Linked DNA regions of Canis lupus: region 1 is linked to region 2. The links are chromatin contacts, called in public Hi-C maps. All regions are on one chromosome and are shown on one strand. Each heading gives the region's core, a stretch centred on a gene start, on an enhancer-like site or on the middle of the called end of the contact. The rest is flanking DNA. Distances are from core to core; before and after follow the strand shown. Region 1 has its middle 11 kb from the start of GPR141. Region 2 overlaps ELMO1 (engulfment and cell motility protein 1).

The links. Hi-C and Micro-C count contacts between places; a contact is called where the count stands out from the background.
Region 1: a contact with region 2 is called in a Hi-C map of blood, with 5 times the contacts expected there. The contact joins two enhancer-like sites. A contact is called at or near these places in 2 of 9 Hi-C or Micro-C datasets (both in blood).

What each region holds. Positions count from the first base shown.
Region 1 is chr14:48,901,199-48,905,970 of UU_Cfam_GSD_1.0, forward strand. No RefSeq gene overlaps it. Among named protein-coding and RNA genes, the nearest start is that of GPR141, 11 kb to the right of the region's middle. Within about 2 kb of position 3,258, at least 1 of the 20 cell types and tissues checked has an H3K27ac peak or open chromatin away from gene starts, as enhancers often do. A contact at or near this core is called in blood, where this site is marked.
Region 2 is chr14:48,586,641-48,591,320 of UU_Cfam_GSD_1.0, forward strand. ELMO1 (engulfment and cell motility protein 1) reads right to left here. Exons shown (of 23, transcript XM_038557346.1): 12 at 3,749-3,799; 13 at 1,032-1,154. Among named protein-coding and RNA genes, the nearest start is that of ELMO1, 200 kb to the right of the region's middle. Within about 2 kb of position 2,106, at least 3 of the 20 cell types and tissues checked have an H3K27ac peak or open chromatin away from gene starts, as enhancers often do. A contact at or near this core is called in blood, where this site is marked.

The sequences.
Region 1 (4,772 bases), core at 2,008-4,507, 320 kb after region 2:
ATGAGTGAAACACAAATTGGTGGTCTAAGAGACTGAAAGAGGAGAGTCTCCCAGAATTCACTGCAGAGAAAAGAGTAGGTTGACATGGTTTCAGAGGTTGGCTCTGACCTTATGCAAAAAAAAAAAAAAAATTATCTGGGTCATCGCTACCACAGCAAAGCTAGTGTTTGCTTTGTATTTGGGAAGCTGGACCAGGGATGGGTTTGAGATCCCAGGTGGGTGGGTTTTATTATTATTAGGGTTGGCTTTGTATTTTATAGGAATTCATTTTATTTCATGTTATTTCCTTCTCTACATTAATGCTTTATGTCTAAGAGAGTAAGAGTATGAATCTTTTTGCCATTGTGAAGGGACCATCAGCCGCCACCATCCACTGTTCAAAATTCTTTTTTAAGATCATCGAAGCAATATTTGAGATGGATGTGAAAGGCCTCCTAATTTGGGCTATTTCTAAATATCTTCTGGTGGATGGCTGGATGTATAATCTATATAGTCGAACTAAGAATCGCTTTCCTATACCTGGTCCTTACGGAGAAGGGGAAGGCAAACTCAAAATCTCCGTTGGGGCTGATAACTAATGGTGGATATAAAATACAGATGCTGTATTTTATTAGAGAAACTTAATTTTATGATAGCAACTCTGGGCCGTTTATACCATGAAAAACTCGTAGAGAAGTTTGCCACAATTTCATACCCTAGCGATGCCTCCACAGACTTTATGGGAGTGTTATGTAAGATCATTAGAGCAGAGCTGGTTGGAGTATGTCCCCAGTGAGCTACCTGCCACAAGCAGCCAAGTTAGAGACTTGTCTGAACCTATGTCCCCGAGATAGGTCTTATGTGAAAGAACTTTCTCTGATATGATAAATATGTGCTTCCTCCCTAGCCTTTGCTTATGTGAACAAAGGTGATTTTTTTTCTTACGGCAAAGTTCTCTAAAATGACTATGGCACAGACAGTTTTAAAATAGATTCAATCTCCCGAGGAGCTGTGGGTAACCAAAATAGGGATCATTTTGGGTGGGTGGGGGACATCTTCGGGAAAGGGATAGGAAATTGATTAGGGGATAGGTTTCAAAACTCTCTAAAAGTGTAAGTTTTTAAAAGCCTATATTTAATGAGATCATTTTGTTTGTAATGATTCCGTTAAGGTAGGAATTGTTGACTGGATTAACAAGACTCCAAAACTTAAAATGAGTGAGCATACAAGCTTAAAATTCATTTCAGAACAATGTGTCCTTCAAGATTATAACCGGCTATAGGCACTCACACTTCCAGGCAATCTGTAGTCACTCAGGCAAATTCCTGAGGAGCCTGGGAAATTTTATGCACTGTGGCTGGCAAGAGAACAGTTATGAAGCCCACTATGTGCCAGTTGAACATACGGCAGTCTGTAAGTGAAAAGAGAAATTTGAAAAATATTAGGACCAGAATTTAGATGAGATGTTCATTCTGGAAAAAAATTGTAAATCAGAGATTCCGTTCACTTTATATACTCAAAGATAACCCAGAGAAACCACCCCCCCTCTTTTTTTCCAATCAGGTATATTTAGAATATCTCTACCTACTCTCCCACGATATTCTGGGATAAGAGGTTAAGAATGGCAGTGCTTTCCTGAAATGTCTGAGGTGGCTCAAAGAGTTTAACAACTGGATCAAGATGCCAATGGTTTCAAATCTTTAGCAATCTAAAGATGGACAAAACTGGAGCTTATGTAACACTCTCCAGAACTGCTTCAACATTTGTTTGCTCTAGAACTCTGTGGCTAACTACACTTGTTTCTGTTAATAGTAGAAGTTCACAAAGTACAATCCACAGGCCAAATGTGGCCTGCTGCCTGCTTTTATAAGTAAAATATCATTGGGACGCAGCCGTTTGTATATATTGTCTATGACTGCTTTTGACTTATAACGGCTGATTTGAGTAGTTGTGGCAGGGCTCATAGGGCACTCAAAGCCTAAAATACGTACTATGTGGCCATTTATGGAAAAAGTTTTCTGACCTCTACCTAGAGCATCCCATAATATGACACAAGTTTCCTGAAGATGCTCATTCAAATGAGGGCAGACAAGTACTGAATAATAAAGTGCTACGAAATATGAATGAGAGCATCAGTGTGGACAAAACTCAAACTTAAAGTAAACTCCAGGGGTGCCCGGGTGGCAAAGTTGGCCAAGAGTCTGCCTTTGGATCAGGTCATGATTCCAGGGCCCTGGGATTGAGCCCTGAGTCGGGCTCTCTGCTCAGTGGAGAGTCTGCTTCTCTCTCTCTCTCCCCTCTGCCTCTGCTGTGCACACACTCTCTCTCTGTCAAATTAATAAATAAAATCTTAAAAAAAATAAACTGTGTTGTGAGCCCATTCAGGAAAGATCCTGAAGTCTGCTGGGGTCACTACTGTGCAACCACTAGAGACACTGGCCACATTATGGTGTGTGCCCACAGATATCCCCGTCCATTGGCACCACAGCTACAGGAGGTTTAATCCTCTGTACATCTACATGGTCGGCTGTTTGGAGCCCAGTTTGTGCCATGGAGGAGATATGGCAGGAACCCTGACATAATGGCCATCATTTTTCACAAGTCTCACCCAATCTGGTGAGCCACTGTCCTTCCAGCATCATCACCATCAGGCCTGAGAGATATCATTTAGATTTTTATTTTCAAAGAAGGTGCCATATTTAGTAAATAGAAAAGAAAAGTGATTTATCTAAGAATAGAGTTGTGGGTTGATAGGTTTTCATGGAACTCCAGTTTTGTATGGCGTTGGTATCAGATTTTAGAGGCTTGTTTTGAAGGGACATGCAGGGTGAGTATGCTCAAGTTCCCTGCTTGCTGAGTATTGAGGGGTTTTCTGGAATGTGGGATTTCCATGCTAAAACTATGCAAGTTCTGGGCAAACCAAGAAAAATTAGTTACCCTAGGGCCATCACTCGTCAAAGTAAAGTTTTGGAGGAGAGTGAGATTACCATCAGAACAGTGTGGGTTGTTCCTTTATCCCCCTCCCCTTTGATTTACAACCAACAGGGCATCCAGAACTGAGCAAAAGTGCCTCTGCGTAGTACACCAAAACACCTGCGAGATCCACCCACATGTGCATCCAAAAGTGGGTCAAGAGGACCTCAGAGGAGGCTATGCGCCCAAGGGAGTCTGAGGATGGTCCCCACTTGCTGCTATCAGGAAAAAGGTAATTTGGAGAGTACACGAATGGGAAATAGAGAATTTGTGGAGGACTAGCCCAACTGATGCGAGAACTTGGTGAGGCTTTGGAGACACAGACAATTCTGGAATCAGAGGAAAGGGAAGGAGAAGGTGAGGCAGCCCCATTCCCAAGAGCTAATGCTGCAACATGCTGGGATTGTGCTGGTGGCAGCGTAGCAGCTGGCAGCAGTTACCTCTCTGGCAGAGGAGGTGGCAAATGAAGTGTGTAGCATATTTGGCTCAATAAGGGAAACCAAAAAAACTTGTGCTATAGCACCACCTCCTGGAAATAAAGAGAAAGGCTTCTAATTGCCTATTGTTGAACTGTTACCATCAAGGTAAACGAAGCCTTCCATAAATAAGAAAGGAGTTTGCTACCTTAAATGTGACGGCAGAGGCGCATTTCATGAAACACTATGAAAAGTCATAGTAATATGGGGTCACAAAAAGAAGATGACAATTCAGCCACCTGAACTCTAGGACAAGGCATACTGCAATCTAACTGATAATTCAAAATAGCTGTTATGGAAAACAAGCTCACGGCTGCCAGAGGAAAGGGAAGTGAGGATGGGCAAAATAGGTGAAAGGGAGTGCTTCCAGTTATGGAATGAATAGATTGGGGATAAAAGGCACAGCATAGAGAATATAGTCAATGATTTTGTAATAGCGTTGTAGGGTAATGATGCTGACTACACTTGTGAACATAGCATGACTTAGAGAGATGCTGAATCACTATGTTGTACATTTGATGCTAATGTAACATTGTGTATCAGCTACCCTCAAATAAAAATTTTTAAAACAAAAACACAAATCCCCAAATGGCTGTTATGAAGAAATTCAATGAACTACAGAAAATGCAGAAAGGCAATTAATTCAATAAACCCAAGAATAAAATTAATGAACAGAAGGACTACTGTACCAAAGAGATTGAAATTACTTTTAAAAAAGAAATCTTAATTCTGGAACTGAAGAAGTCAATAAATAAGATGAAGAATGCATTAGAAAGTTTTGGTAATAGGGCAGATCAGATGACAAAAAAAGAATAAACCTGGAAGATAGGAATTTAGATTTCTTCAGGTGGAAAAGGAGAGAGAAATAAGATTTTTAAAAAGTGAAGAAACCCTATGAGGGTCTCAGACTCTAGTAAGAGAGGCAATCTAAGAATCAAAGGTGACTATAGTTAACAATACCGTATTGCACGTTTGAAAGTCACTAAAAGTGAATCTTTAAAGTCCTCCTCACAAGAATCAAATCATTATTTTGTGTACCGGAAACTAATAGAACGCTACATGTCAATTACACTTCAATAAAAAATAAAATCAGGAATGATGATATTAGATTAATCCAATTCATAGTTGAGTTCTCTTAGAAAAGCACGTCATTTAGCAAGCTATTTAATTGCCTGAGATGATACGTAAAAGAAAACAAATACGTACATTTAATATTATCACAGTATGTCAAAACCTTGCAGTCCTATCCTAATCCCTATCAATAGTGGGAGATAAAGTCAGATTAATTTAGTGATGACAGTTTAGCCATCTGGATGACTATCTTTTCTAGTAATGGGGAACTGG
Region 2 (4,680 bases), core at 856-3,355:
CTCATCTCTCAGATGATTACACTTGGCCTTGCCAAAAGTCCGGGGCACGTTGGACAGCCTCTCAAAGCCTCTCCATCATTCTTAATCGCATGGCCTCGCGCCATGGACGAAGTGCTGCAGCAGTTACACACTTCACATGTGCAGTGCACATCTGCAATAGATCAGGCCCTCACGTGCCAATAATGAGTGTTTTCCTTTCCAAAGCTGCAGCGCTGCTTAAGTTGAAAATGTGCTACAGCAGGGCTCCCAGCTGTTTCCTCGCACTCTGTCCTCACACAGTAAAGTTCCCCAAAAGCCTTTGGACAGAGACAGAACCTTCCACGCACAACAACCAGAGACCTAGAGAGAATTGTAACAAACAGCCGACCGACCAAAATGCAAGCCCAGAGATCAGGTGTAGCCTGGGACCACCCCCCCCCCCCTCGGCACTGATCACTGGAGAACGGAAATTACTTCCTCAACCTGAATCAGTATCACGCGGAGCAACCAGAGGCCCTACTTGTCTGGGACCTTGACTCCAGAGCTATTACCTTTGAAGGTATTGGGACCAAGGGCCAAGGTTGGTGGCCATGTGACATCAGGCTTTCTTAGCCAAGAAAGGAAGAGTAAGCATGTGTGTGATGCATAATGAAAGAATCCATTTGCTTTATTCTTATTCTCTGAGTCAAAGTTCATCTAAATTTTAAATACATTCTTCCAAGTTCTAGGGCGTCTGGGTGGCTCCGTCAGTTAAGCATCTGACTTCAGCTCAGGTCATGATCTCAGAGTCCTGGGATGGAGGCCTGAGTTAGGCTCCCTGCTCAGCGGGGAGCCTTCTTCTCGGTCTCCCACTGCCCCTCCCCCTGCTGCACTCTCTCTGTCTCTCTCTAATAAATAAAATCTCAAAAAAAAATGCATTCCCCCAAGTTCTCAGATGGTAAGAAAACAACATCATTATCTAAAAATTCTGGATCTCGGAGTAGCCCGAGAGATTTTACTAACCATTTTCTCTCCCTTATGTGCCTTTTTGCTGCTGTCTAGTGAGCACGCACCTGGTCCTGGGGGTCCATCTTGGTCATCATCCGGTCTTCTAGAAGGTTGAAGGTAAGTACCTGCAGCACGTACAGCTGGTGTGCCATTTCATTGTTGATGGCTCTCTGAGCTCGGATGACGTGCTGGGGAGATAGTTCAGAAATCAGGATTTTTTTTTCTTAAGAAAAGGAAGAAGGAAAAAGCCAGCAACAATTAAGCCCAGTCATTACACCAAGCAGAAGCCCAGAAGTCTTCCCGTGGAGGCACGGGGAATGCAGGTTGGTGGGACCACCTGTCAGCTGGAAGGTGAGGATGCAGGTGATCTTGGAGCTTTTCTTGACATTGCAGGGCCCAGTAAAGTTCTGGATGTGTGGGCCAGAATCCAGGTAAAGACCTCCTGTGTGCAGCAGAGAGTAGAAGAAAGGAAGGCACTGCAAATGCCCTGGTGAGTGCAGCTATATAAATCAAGAAAGTGTGCCGGAGATAAGAGTATCTTGAAGAGAAAGGTGGGTTTCTACAACAAAAGCCTTCCCTGCATGCAGTGGAGGGACAAATGGTGCGTAGGTATTGTAAGCAACTTTGCCATCATCTTACCCTACAATGGTCTCTGACAGGTGATCCAGCTTCTAAATGGGGCAGAGTTTGAGAAGCAACATAAAAAAGCAAAGTTCCAATCAGACCCGAAGTTAATTCACTATGGAAACTTCTCCAGAAAACACCACCACCACAAGAAAATGAGCGGATTCACGTGCCTACCTTAACTCACCTGCCAACAATTAAATGAAAAAAAAATAAAATGACCCCCTTAGAAACAGAACCAAAATGGAACAAATACAAAAGAAATGGCAGGACTAGATATGGGTGCCTTTGCCCCCCACTGGAGCTGGGTCAGAAAGGAGATTGAACCCTTGGGCCTAACCTACATCCTCTTGCGCAGAGACCATGGTTGTGCCTTAAAAATGCCGAACAACCAGTCAATGTGGTGAAACAACCATTCAAATCGGTTGTTTTGAATGCCCTGGACCCAACCACGTCTTGCTGTCTGAAAGAACTTTCTTGAGGTGCCCCAACCCAGCATGCACTTGGGACTCCACGCCCTGGCTGTGAGTACCGTGTCAAAATAGTCGGTTAAAGAGGGAGGGGTGTGGAGAAGAATGAGGAACAGAAAAAAGCCACAGAACCAAAATAATGAGGGCGGTGGGGGTGGGGAGGTAGGTAGGTGGTGAGATTCGGGGGTGGGGGGTGGAGTGAAACCTGTATCCTTCCATTTTCAGAACAGAATGTTAATTCAGAGTATATGCTTCCTACCCAAGGTGTGTAGGCCATCTATTTTATTAGCAACTCCAAAGTATCTGCACTTCAACTTTTTGCCTGAGGATAGCAGCCTTGAACTGCCAACCATCACGGTCCCACAGAAGTCCCATTGAAGCAAACGGATCTTTCAGACACGTTGGTTACAGCCATTCCACTCACCCCATCTACAGGCATTCTCACCCCGACGGCCACACCAAAATCAGAAGAGCAGGCTAAGACCTTAATATAACACTTCCAATCCTTCGTCTCTCCACCTTCCTCCTCTTACACAAATACCTTCCCTGAACTTCGCTCTGATACTGTAGGTTCCACTTTCACTGAGAACTGGGGTAAAGATGAACATTATGAATCCTCCTGCAGTCTCTACCACACTATTCTCGGGCCAAGAATCTATTCGAATGTTCTACCAACACCCATTTCATATTCCAGTTCCAGGGAAAAAGGTATGTCATCCCCCAAGAACTGAGGTAACCTCTTTTATCAAACAATGAAAATCACACTCATATGTTTCTTTTTAAGGCCTTGTCAGCCAGGAAGTTTAAAATCACACTTGATGACAAATTGTAGTCCTTGCTATTGGCTTTGGGTTCTAGAATATTTATTGTGTTTGCCCTCATAAGGTTTTTAATTTGCAGTTGCCTCACGGTATTGGAATGCGTGTGTGCGTGTGTGTGTGTGTGTGTGTGTGTATGATTGTGAGCTTGCAGAGAACTCCTCTTTGAAATCACAGAAACAGAAATTGCTTCTTTGGTAATGCTGGGAATCAATCACGCATGCTTCTTTCAGTCTTTGGTTAAAGTTAAATAGCGGATAAGGCCTCAGGAAATCATGTCACTTGATTTATTTCTAAACATTCAAGACATAACGTGTAGGGCTTCTTTTCCACTGACATTCCAGGTCATCATCTCTGCATTGTAGTTAACGAGTGGATTCCATGTACGCCTTTCCTGCCTGTCTCTGCTGCAAAGGGGTCCAGGGAGATGCCTGTCATCATTTCAGGACTTCTGTCAGAGTCCAAGAGGTTTCCAGTTAAGCTTCTACATTAAAAACAGTTTAGGTTCACAGCAGTGGATTTTTTTTTTTTTTAGGTCCTAGAGCCCCTGATTTCCTAAATGCAAAACTAATGTGATGGGGAGTGTAATAAACCTGCCCCCCTGGGAGAGGTTTCCACCCCTTCCTGGCAGAAAGTCTTTTCTAGAGCAGTTCCAGAGACTCCTCCCTCCAGTCACATGAGACCATTCCTGTGGGAAAGCCCGTTTCTTCCAATTCCAAAGGCGCACTTCTTCTTCCTTTCTAGTTACTACTGCTTCCTCACAGAAGCAAAGGCACAGAACAAACCACAGACTGAAGCCAAAAGAGGAGATAAATGAATGCACCAAACCATTCCTGCCCAAGACAGTACTCACACCACAGAGATACTCACTGTTAAAATGATGGAACGCAGTTGCTTCTGAGCCAAAATGTTCGCCATCTCCTGTTGAAGAAAAACACACCCACGCAAAACCTGAGGTTAGAGAAATACATTTCAACATGGCCCCGAATGGCTTGATCCTGACTGTGCTTCCTAACTGGATATCAGCAGTATTTCTTGTGAAAGGAGAGACTCAAACAGTCCATAGTATTCAAATGGCTTTTTGCATGTTATGTTCAGATAACAGAGCCTCGTCCAAAAGCAAAGGAAGAAAAATCTGGCACCCACAAACTTCTTCCTTTTTAAGGAATTTCCTCCTTCCAGGAAAAAGTGAGTGTTGAATAAAAAGCAAATTCTCCAGATGAAAAGCAATGGTTCTCCACTCAAAAGGTTCATCAGCTTTTATTAGACTGCACATGTGCAGAGAGGTTTTACTAGGAAACATGCCTGCACCAAGGAGTTCCAACCATGTTAAGTCTCCCAGTCTTCTAAGAGCCATTTGATCTTAATCTGTGCAAAACCAAAGAGTGAGTGGTATGTACCCCAGGGCTTGAAAACAGTCTTTGCCAGTCAAGTGTGTGGCGCTTTTGGGACAGACAAATATCTGGGCAGGGGCTAATCTCCAAGAGCCCCCACCCCACCTTGCTAGGCCTCATTTATACACATTGTATTTGGGGCTTTGGCCTGCCTAGCACCGAGGATTTGTAGATGGCTTTATTAAAAGAAATGATTCATAGACATTCTTTCTAAATATCGAGAAACAGGTATTAAGTTCAAACTATAAAGTTGGGTACAACCTTGGTGCAAACATTCAAAAATGAAAATACTGCTCATATTCAGGAAGGCACTTGAGTGTTTTTTGGTAGGGTGGGGCTGGATTTCAGCGTTTGAGTTGCTACTCTTGCTGAGTAGAGAAGAAACTAGGCTATGATTCAAAACTACAA